2 separate regions of the Sus scrofa genome follow, and region 1 is linked to region 2. A link is a contact called in public HiChIP or PLAC-seq data. All regions are on one chromosome and are shown on one strand. Each heading gives the region's core, a stretch centred on a gene start, on an enhancer-like site or on the middle of the called end of the contact. The rest is flanking DNA. Distances are from core to core; before and after follow the strand shown.

What was found. HiChIP or PLAC-seq counts read pairs in DNA pulled down with a chosen protein or histone mark.
Region 1: a contact with region 2 is called in an H3K27ac HiChIP or PLAC-seq map of alveolar macrophages. The contact joins two enhancer-like sites. A contact is called at or near these places in 1 of 47 Hi-C or Micro-C datasets (liver) and 1 of 2 datasets of contacts at active chromatin or transcription factors (alveolar macrophages).

Annotation. Positions count from the first base shown.
Region 1 is chr10:64,810,158-64,815,440 of Sscrofa11.1, forward strand. All of the region lies in intron 1 of PFKFB3 (6-phosphofructo-2-kinase/fructose-2,6-bisphosphatase 3), which reads right to left. Among named protein-coding and RNA genes, the nearest start is that of PFKFB3, 46 kb to the right of the region's middle. Within about 2 kb of position 2,359, at least 12 of the 83 cell types and tissues checked have an H3K27ac peak or open chromatin away from gene starts, as enhancers often do. A contact at or near this core is called in alveolar macrophages, where this site is marked.
Region 2 is chr10:64,678,625-64,683,435 of Sscrofa11.1, forward strand. No RefSeq gene overlaps it. Among named protein-coding and RNA genes, the nearest start is that of PFKFB3, 180 kb to the right of the region's middle. Within about 2 kb of position 3,502, at least 6 of the 83 cell types and tissues checked have an H3K27ac peak or open chromatin away from gene starts, as enhancers often do. A contact at or near this core is called in alveolar macrophages, where this site is marked.

The DNA of each region.
Region 1 (5,283 bases), core at 1,109-3,608, 130 kb after region 2:
CCCGGTGGGTGGCAGGTGTCCGGCCACACAGGTTGACAGAACGCACGTTTGTTTAAAGACCGGCCTCTGGTTACTGGATGAAGAACGGGTTATATAACCCGCAGACGACGGTCCTGGGACCCTGCAGTGACAGTGACATTCAGAATCTCTGGCTGAGGTTGCTAAGGCAGGGGCGGGGAGGAGAGCTCAAGATACAGGCCCCTGCATGGCAGGAGTTTCAAAGGACTTGGCTCCCCTTTTCCCTTCCACTCTTCCCCCGAAGCGCATTCAGCCTGCAAAACCACAAGGGCAGTGCAAGCCAGAAACCTTTATTCTGGGAAATTCCTCTCCAAGGTTTGAAAACAAGAGGCAGGGGTGGGGCAGAACGAGAGCCAGGTGCTGGAATCCATCACTCTTCATGCTTTTATTGATTTATTTTGTCCTTTCAGGGCCGCACCCGCGGCACAGGGACGTTCCCGGGCCGGGGGGCGAATGGGAGCTGCAGCTCCCAGCTACACCACAGCCACAGCAACACGGGATCCGAGCCACATCTGCACCTACACTGCAGCCGCGGCAACGCCGGATCCTTAAGCTGCTCAGCGAGGCCAGGGATCAAACCCACATCCTCACAGATGCTGTGTTGGGTCCTTAACCCTCTGAGCCACAACAGGAACTCTGAGGACCCCATTCCTGGACATTGGGACCTGCAACCATAGTATACAAGGAGGTAAGGGACTCTCAGATCCTGGAATAAGGACCAATTAATGGGAAATTTGCTGAGAAACTCATGCATCAGTTTCTCTGCCCCACCAGGCACAGAATCCTTTCTTCACAGACAAAGCGTCCCTGAGCAGATCTGAACGTTCTATTCCGACCAGCAGCTGATCTCCTAGAAACGTACCAGGAGGGCAGTCTAGTTTCAACACCATTCTCTTACTGGTCTGGTTTGGGACTTATTCTCCCTGGGCTGGACCATCTCTGACTGCACTGCTAAAATCCAGCTTCTCTCTCTCTCTCTCTTCTCTTTTTTAGGGCCTGCACCTCTGGCATATGGAAGTTCCCAGGCTAGGGGTCGAATCAGAGCTGCCAGTCTATGCCACAGCCCCAGCAACTCGGGATCCAAGCCACATCTACAACTTAACACCACTGCTCACGGCAACAGATCCTTAACCCACTGAGCGAGGCCCGGGATCGAACCCAAGTCCTCATGGATGCTAGTGAGGTTTGTCACCTGCTGAGCCACAACGGGAACGCCTAAAATACAACTTCTAAAGTAGGTGGAGGGTTTTCTGAGAACATCACTAAATAACTGAGGCTAAGTTAGACAATTCTGGAATTCTTACGTTTGATAGCTGAGATTGTTTCTTCATCGCTAAGAAAGCTATTGCTCAGCCATTAGTCATGGGACAAAGAGGCCAGACGGATGCCAGGGACAGTGAGGACACCCTCTAAAGACCTGAGCAGCCCCTGGCCCTCACTGCCCCAGGGCAAGCTCATGACAGCACAGCTACCGGTTACGAGGCAGGAGGAGGGACGGCCAGCGCCGCCCTGGTACAGAAGGCTGGACCTTGAATCTGCACGCAGACACTCAGCACTGCTCTCTGGGGTCAATGGACACATCCCACCTGGCCTTCCTCTGCCACCCATCCCCCAAACACCAATAACCTCTTTTTTGGTTGTTGTTCTTTTTACAGCGGCACCTGTGGAATATGGACGTTCACAGGCTAGGGATCAAATCAGAGCTGCATCTGCGACCTACACCACAGCTCACAGCAACGCTGGATCCTTAACCCACTAAGCAAGGCCAGGGATTGAACCCGCATCCTCATAGACACTAGTTGGATTCCTAACCCACTGAGCCGCAATGCAAACCCCAGGAACCTCTTCATGTAAAAAGACAGCGGATATAGCAGAATTTTCCCAAGAGCCAAAAGCCCAAGTGCCCATCGACAGATGAAGGATAAACAAAATGAGGTAGAGCCGCACAGTGGAACGTTACTCAGCCATGAAAAGGGCGAGAGGTCCTGACACACATGGCGACGTGGATAAACCTGAAAACAGGACCACTGTGCACTGAACTGTGTGACCCTGAAACCCCGCATTGAGGCCCTGACCCCAGGACCTCAGACTCTGGTTACATTTGGACACAGGGGCTTTAAAGGAGGAATTAGTTAAATGAGGCCATTAGAGTGACCCCCCCCCAACACACACACACACAGAGCAAAGAGCCAAAGTCAAAACAACCCAGGTTCCCTGCCCAGGCCCCTGGCAGGACAGAAAGTGACAAGTGGCCCACCCTCTGCCACGCGCGGCGGGGGCGACGTGCCAGGAGCCACCACGGTGGAGAGAGTGGGGCACGGGCCGTGTTGCAAACCTGCCTGGCCCCGCGGTGCGATTGCCCCATCAGGGCTGGCATCCTTGCCCCGGCTCTGTTCCCCTTGTACTTCCTCCTTCTCTGGGTGGAAAACATTCTAAAAATAGATCAAGATCGGGGCCAGAAAGTTTAAAGGCAGGTTTTGGAAAACAACACTGACGACATGGTGGAGCGCCCCCCGCAGCCAGGCCGGGCTATGGCACAGGCTCCGTCCCCGGGCGCGGTGGTTCCTTGCTGGGTGGCGCCCTGGAAGGGATGGGAAGAGACTCGTGAGGTCAGCGACAGAGCTAGACGGGCAATAAGGAGCAAGAGGAGATAAAATGACAACCCCGGACAAACCCGGGGGAGCAGACTTGCATCGTGAGCAGAAACCAGATTGTGGCCGGAGGCAGGGGGCAGCTGCGGGACAGACTGGGGACGAGGGCCTGCCCCGGGGAGCCCCACCCATCTCACCGGGCAGGACCCGTCCCTGGTGTGGAATGACCCAGCCAGCTCAGGGGTCCTTTTTTGCTGGGAGGCCTTCGAGTCTAGAACTGGGACCCTCCGTGACCCCGGGTCCTGCTGCTGACGCAGCACCTCGTTCCCCGTTGAAGCCGCCTGGGGGTGGCCGAGAGGCTGGGAGCCGCAGACTGGGTGTGACACTCCTTGACCAGCCCCCTGGAATGCGACAGCCCCCGGGGCGACCCAGCTGACTGCTCCTTCTTTCAAGGCACGTGCTGGGGCCATGGGGGACCTCAGTGGTGGCCCTGCTCAGCCAGAGACTCTAGCTTGGAATCCAGAGGAAAACAGAGTAAGACACCGGCCCAGCACTGCCTCAGATTATCAAAACCTCAGGGGTCCCCAGGGGCGCTCACCCCCACTAGGAAATAGTTCTGTTTCAAACTTCTAATTTTTGAATCCGTGAATACGACTTTTACCTATCTTTCCTATGGCAACTTTAGAGGCTTCTGGCTCCGGTCTCCCTGTGAGAGAACTTGCTCCCTGGCTGTGAGGAGTGCAGGTAAAGGCATCTCCAGCAGCAGCATGCTGGGGTCCATGGTGGCCTCCAAGCCCAGGCCCTTTTCAGCAGCTCCTGGGCCATGGCTGCACCCAGCAGGGCACCAGAGCCTGGCTGGTTCTGCCCCCAATGGACCAGCTTTGCACCTGAGCTCCCCCCACCCCGGGGCCAGGGAGACCTCTGAGATGCCCTACATCTTCCCACGGCACCCCCACCCCCCACCCACCCAGCTTCCTTCCCACTCGGTCACCGCGTCAGGCCTGCAACCCGCTTCCTTTATCTTTCACGAGCAACGGGCCCCCAGTCAACCTCTTGCAGGTCCAGCTCCATCCTACTGGCCGCTTCTCAGAGGACCCAACCAACACACCTGCCTTTAAAATAAAACAGCTTGAGGAGTTCCCGTGGTGGCACAGTGGGTTAAGAATCTGATGGCAGCAGCTCAGGTCGCTGCAGAGGCGCAGGTTCAATCCCCAGCCTGGGGCAGTGGGTGTCAAGGATCTGGGGTTGCGCAGCTTCAGGCTGGATTCAATCCCTGGCCCGGGAACTTCCATATGGCACGGGTGCAGCCATAAAAAAATAAATTAAATAAACGAGCTCAAGACCATGCGAGTGTTAGGGCAGAACTTAGGGTACAAAGCAAGAGGGCGCCTGACGCCTGGCTGGCTCAGCACTCAGATAAATGACCAGCAGGCGCTCTGAGGGGTTTGGCCAACTACAGCATTAGATGGATTTAGTCTCAGCTATTTAGCAGTTCATGGGTACCCGGTATTGATCACTGTGTAAGGGTGGGAACCACAAGAAACCGTGAGGCTGGCATGTGAGTGCATGAGAAAATATGTCCAAAAAGACACAGGGGAGTTCCTGTTGAAGCCCAGCAGTAACGAACCCAACTAGCATCCCTGAGGACGTGGGTTCGATCCCTCGCCTCACTCCGTAGGTTAAGGATCTGGCGTTGCTGTGGCTCTGGTGTAGACTGGCAGCTGCAGCTCCGATTCAACCCCTAGCCAGGAACTTCCATGTACTGAAAAAGAAAAGAAAAAAACACAAGTACACAGGGGCCTGCTTTAAGGGGTTCCCCTGGCCGGATCAGGTATGAATTGAGCAACAAAATTATAACCCAGAGGAAAATGAGAATCCCCGGACCCATTCACATGTAATAAAATGAATAAGTGAATGAGTGAATGAGTGCAAGAGATGAGAAAGCGTCTCCTTACTCAGAATTCCTACAAATAAAGAAGGAATGATGGAACCTCTAAGGCACATGAGAATCACCACAGTAGTAATTATTTCAGACCAGAGTCACTGGGTAGCTCTAAGTTTGACAAGAAACGGGATAGCTGCAAAGCCTCAGAGTATCTGTCCCCAAGTACTTATTAGTCCCAAAGGAGGAAGAGTAACCTCACCACAGAGGAAGCTGGCAGATGCCATCCCGCACAAGGGAGCAACACGGGAAGGGGACATGTGTGTGTCCAGATGTGATGCTTCAAGAATGCAGCCCTCCTCCCTGGGACACCTGCCCAAAAAGCAGAGCCCTGACCCAAACATCAAGAAGCAACAAACAAACCCAAGTGGAGGGTTAGTCTGAGAAAGCGACGGCCTGAGTCCCGAGGAGATCTTTGCACACCTGTGTTCAAAACAGCATCATTCATGGTAGCCAAGAGGTGGAAGCCACCCAAACATCCATCCTCAGGCTAGTGGATGAACAGAGTGTGTTCCGTCCACCCCGAGGAATATTATTCAGCCTTTAAAAAGGAAGGAAGGTGTTCCTGTTGGGGCTCAGTGGTAACAAACCCGGCCGGCATTCATGAGGATGCGGGTTCAATCCTTAGCCTCGCTCAGTGGGTTAAGGATCCAGCGTTGCCACGATCTGTGGTATAGGTTGCAGACATGCCAGGGATCTGGTGTGGCTGTGGCTGTGGCTGTGGTGTCGGCC
Region 2 (4,811 bases), core at 2,252-4,751:
ACAGCAGAAATGACACAACTGTGTATTCAACTATACTTCAATTAAAAAAATAAAAAGAGGAGTTCCCGTCACAGCGCAGCAGACACAATCTGACTAGGAACCATGAGGTTGCGGGTTCGATCCCTGGCCTTGCTCAGTGGGTTAAGGATCTGGCATTGCTGTGAGCTGTGGGGTAGGCCAGCAGCTACAGGTCCGATTCAGCCCCTACCCTGGGAACCTCCTTATGCCATGGGTGCAGCCCTAAAAAAAAAAAAAAACAAAGAAAAAAGAGAAAAACAACCAGAAAAACAAAGATAACTGGTATGACTATATCAATATATATCAATATCCAACAAAATAAACTCTAAGGAAAAAGCATTACCAGAGTATTAAAGGCTCAATTTACCAGGATAATAGATCAATCCTAAATTTTTATATGCTTAATACTATAGCCTCAGTAGCTACAAAGCAAAATCTAACAGAGTGAGACAAATTCACCATGACTGTATGAGATTTTATCCAACCTATAAGCATGGGGTTCCTTAAAAAAACAACCTAAAGCAAAGTTGATACAGGGGGCGCTATCCTAGGGAAGCAAGATAAATAAAATATGCACCAATCCCCCCACCCCAGAGAACGGTCAAGTCGAGGAATTGGTAGTTAAACTGGTCAGCCCATTTCTCCATCTCCCTAAAAACACAGACACACATGGAATCATACCAAAGAGAAATGGGTGATTTCCAGTCACTTTTCTTACTTTCAACCAAGTCAACAAGCATCCTGAATAGCAAGAAGCATCCCCTGAATCTCCAAGCCATGAAAAAGAATGTTAGCCAGGTTCGCCACAGAAAGAGAACTAGGAAATATGACAGAACATGTATGCATATATTATATATATATAGAGAGAGAGAGAGAGAAGTGGGGTGTTTTTTTTTTTGTTTTTTTTTTTTTCATCTTTTTAGGGCCGAACCCCCGGCACATGGAGATTCCCAGGCTAGGGGTCAAATGGGAGTTGCAGCCGCCAGCCTACACCACAGCCACAGCAATGCCAGATCCAAGTTATATCTGCGACCTACACCACAGCTCACGGCAACGCCGGATCCTTAACCCACTGGGCGAGGCCAGGGATGGAACCTGTGTCCTCATGGATACTCGTCAGGGTCATTTGCACTGCGCCACAATGGAAACTCCCAAGAAGATGTATTATCAGGAAGTGGATACCATCATCACGGGCAGACAAGTCCCCAGATCTGCCAGCTGAGTCAGCAAGCGGGTGACCAGCAATGCTGAGGGTACAGCTTTCATGCAAAGGCCACAGGAGGCTCATGATCCGGGAAGAGCCCGTGTTTCAGCTCAAGTCTAAAAGCAAGAAAAAGCCCATTTCTCAGTTGGAAAGCGACCAGGGAGGCGGCGTTCTCCTTTACCCGGGGGAGGGCCAACCTTTGAGTCCGACTCAGGCCGTCAACAGATTGGGCGAGGCCCACCCGCGGGAAAGAGGGAGGGCCGGCGACCGGCTTTACTAGGTCTCCTGATTGAAATGTGCATCTCACCTCACAGAAGCACCCAGGATAACGTCTGACCCAACCCCTGGGCACCCTGGGACCGGTCCAGCTGACACCTCAGTCAAGCGTCACAAAGATCGGGGGCAGATCTTTGGCCCAGAGGTCCCTGGCCCAAGGGGCGCTCCCAGGGTTAGGGAGGGGCTGGACAGCAGGTGGAGCGCCGAGAGCCTGGCGCACTGCTGCCCATCATGGGAGGGGCCAGAGCACATCCTCATCATGACAGAGCCAGCCCCCGCCCACCAGTGCCTGCCCTTCTGGACCACAAGCGCCACTGCTCCTCAACAGCGCGTCTTTCCAACACAAGGTCAGGCTAGAGCAGCGCTTCTAAGACCAGGACGTGCATAGGGATCGCCTAGGTGCTCCTGCAAAAATGCAGATTCTGTGCCGTCTGGGGTGGGGCCTGGGGTTCAGCCTTGCTCATAAAATCCCAGGAGCTGCCGATGCTGCTGGTCCACGGGCCCCGCTGAGCAGTGACGTCTAGAACAGACATATCTTCTTCACGTTATCTCCAGGGACAGAAAAGGTCCAGCTCTTCTCTTTTTACTTATTTGTTTTTATCTTATTTATTGATTTATTTATTGATTGATTGATTGATTTTTTACCAACGTACCTACAGTATATGGAAGTTCCCAGGCCAGGAGTTGAATCCAAGCTCTAGCTGCCAGCCTACACCACTGCCACATCTGCAACCTACAGCATGGCTTGTGGCTTCACAGCATCCTTAACCCACTGAGCAAGGCCGGGATTGAACCCACGTCCTCACAGAAGCTAGGTCAGGTTCTTAACCCCCTGAGGCACAATGGGAACTCCAGGTCCAGCTTTGCTCTTACTTCCGGTTCATTTATGACCAGAACCTGACCTAGCCCGTGTCCTTTCTTCCCAACTCCAGCCCCATGGTTTTAGCCCTAAGAAACCTTAATAAGATGCTGGCTGAGAAGCGGGTTTCTCTCTAAGGACACACCATCAGAAGGCCTGTCAAAGATACTGTGTTCCATTACACCTGGTCACGGCGCAGGAGATGCTGTTTGCCCTGCTGTCGCTGTTCTTCCAACACCACGTGGCCTCGGGAGCACAGCCCTAAGCAGCTTGGATTGGTTCTGGTGTGGCTGCTACACCATCGTCTGGGTTTAGTTACCATGTTTCCCCTCTAGATGCCCTACGCCCTCAAAGACACCACCGTCACCAAAGTCATAATAAACATACTATGACACGGTTTCATAGTTTGGACGCATACACACGGCCGCACCTCCGCCCAACGCCCATCCTTCAAACACCAGCTCGGAGTTCCCTGGTGGTGCAGCAGGTTAAGGATCTGGCATTGTCCCTGCTGTGGTGAGGGTTCGATCCCTGCCCCAGGAACTTCCATGCCATGGACACAGCCAAAAAAAACCACACACACACACACACACACACACACACAAACAAAAAACAAGGAGCTCCCATTGTAGCTCAGCAGGTTACGAACCCAACTAGTCTCCATGAGGACAAGGGTTCAATCCCTGGCCTTGATCAGTGGGTTAAGGATCTGGCATTGCCCTGAGCTGCAGTGTAGATTGCAGACATGACTCAGATCCTATATTGCTGTGGCTGTGGTGTAGACCAGCAGCTGCAGCTCCAATTTGACCCCTAGCCTGGGAACTTCCATGTGCCACAGCTGTGGCCCTAAAACGCAAAAAAGCAAAACAAAAAACACCAGCTCAGGCTTCACCTGCTCTGAAAACCCTTCTCTAGGCTGATGAGAGAGCCCCTATCATATCTCAAAGTTTTGCTGACTTACACGTCCTATTTCCTTCTATAAACTCCTCCAAGATAGAAACAGCGTCTCATACACCTACAGGTGTGTGTGCTGCTCAGAAGAGCGTCCAGAGCGAATGAGGGAACTGACCGTGGTGTATCCCGCAGGGCCACGTCTTCTTTTCTCCATGTAGCTGATGAGGAAACCCAGGCTGAGGAAGTAAGTGGTCTGGCCAAGGTCACACCAGTTGTTGCCCAAATGCTGACCGATTCAGAGTGGGACGCACCCTGCCACGTCACCGCCCTCGAAACTGCCTTTGTCTTTATAAGATCCCCTGAGAGGTTTTGCTGAAGTTGCCCCTCGAATAAAGCGGTGTGCCACGCCCTGCTCCATATGAGCTGACTTGTCACACACAGAAGTGTCACAATTTACCTGCACTTGCAAGCAGAGCTGCCTGCGTGCTCGGCAGGTAGCAAAGAGAATCCGTCTGCGTTCCGTGTGTCACCAGGTCTGACTTCGTATCTCACTCTGACTGGGGACCAGTATATGCATAGGGTGCAGTCCCGGTCAATTAGCAAGCTGAACCCCGAGGCTGACTCTCCCAGGTTAGCGGTCAATTTTAGCTTTGAATTTTCCAAAAGTGACTCTGTCTGGCCTTCACATGGTTGGAGTTCAGCATTTAAAAACATGTGCTGTGTAATATTTTTTTCCCCTTCTTTGGCATTTAAAATTTTCCATGTGTTTAAGTGAAATCCAATATGTGAATAAACAGAAATTAACTCATCAAAATGAAAGCAGGAAGAAGCCCGTTATTTCCAAGACTTTTTGCCAAAGCCTCTTGACGCTTTCTGGAGAGGCAGAACCAGCTGTCTGTTGAGATTCAGGTGACGCTTCGCAAACCTGGCATCCATTTTTATAAAGTAAGGCACATAAAAGCCCCCAAAGAGAAGCTGTGGAACCCAGCTGTGTCCAAAAAACAAAAGACACATAATGCATTTAATTAGCAGGAGTAGGAATTGGGCTGGTGAGACACTTCAGATTCATCTTCATATTACATTTTTTCTTAAACATGCTCTCTAATTTTTTTAAAACTCGGTAAGAGTGCTATAAAGTTTACTGTTCACATGCCAAGCAGCCTGAATCAACTCAGTCATTCAAAATTATCAGACTGTTTGCACATCCAATAACTAAAGATGAATACAAACTACAGGCCTCAGCATCCATTCCTGTGCTCCCAGGGGATGTGTGATCCAGCCAGCCAAGCCCAGGCCAAGGTCTGCCACACATAAAAATATTTATCAGCCAGCAGGCACAAAAACAGCCATTTCTGTAAGCTCTGGGAAGCACCAGGGCTCAGACCTTTCCTTGGAATGGTCATTCAAAACAGACAGAACTGTATTCCAGCAGTCGTGTTCAGCTACCACGCTCATGGGATCCAGTTGCTAGAACCTTCTGTTGATAGATGGACTCAAGACACACTAGAGTGACTGGTTCAGACAACACTCCCAAGTTCACAGCTTGCTGGCATCACTGGA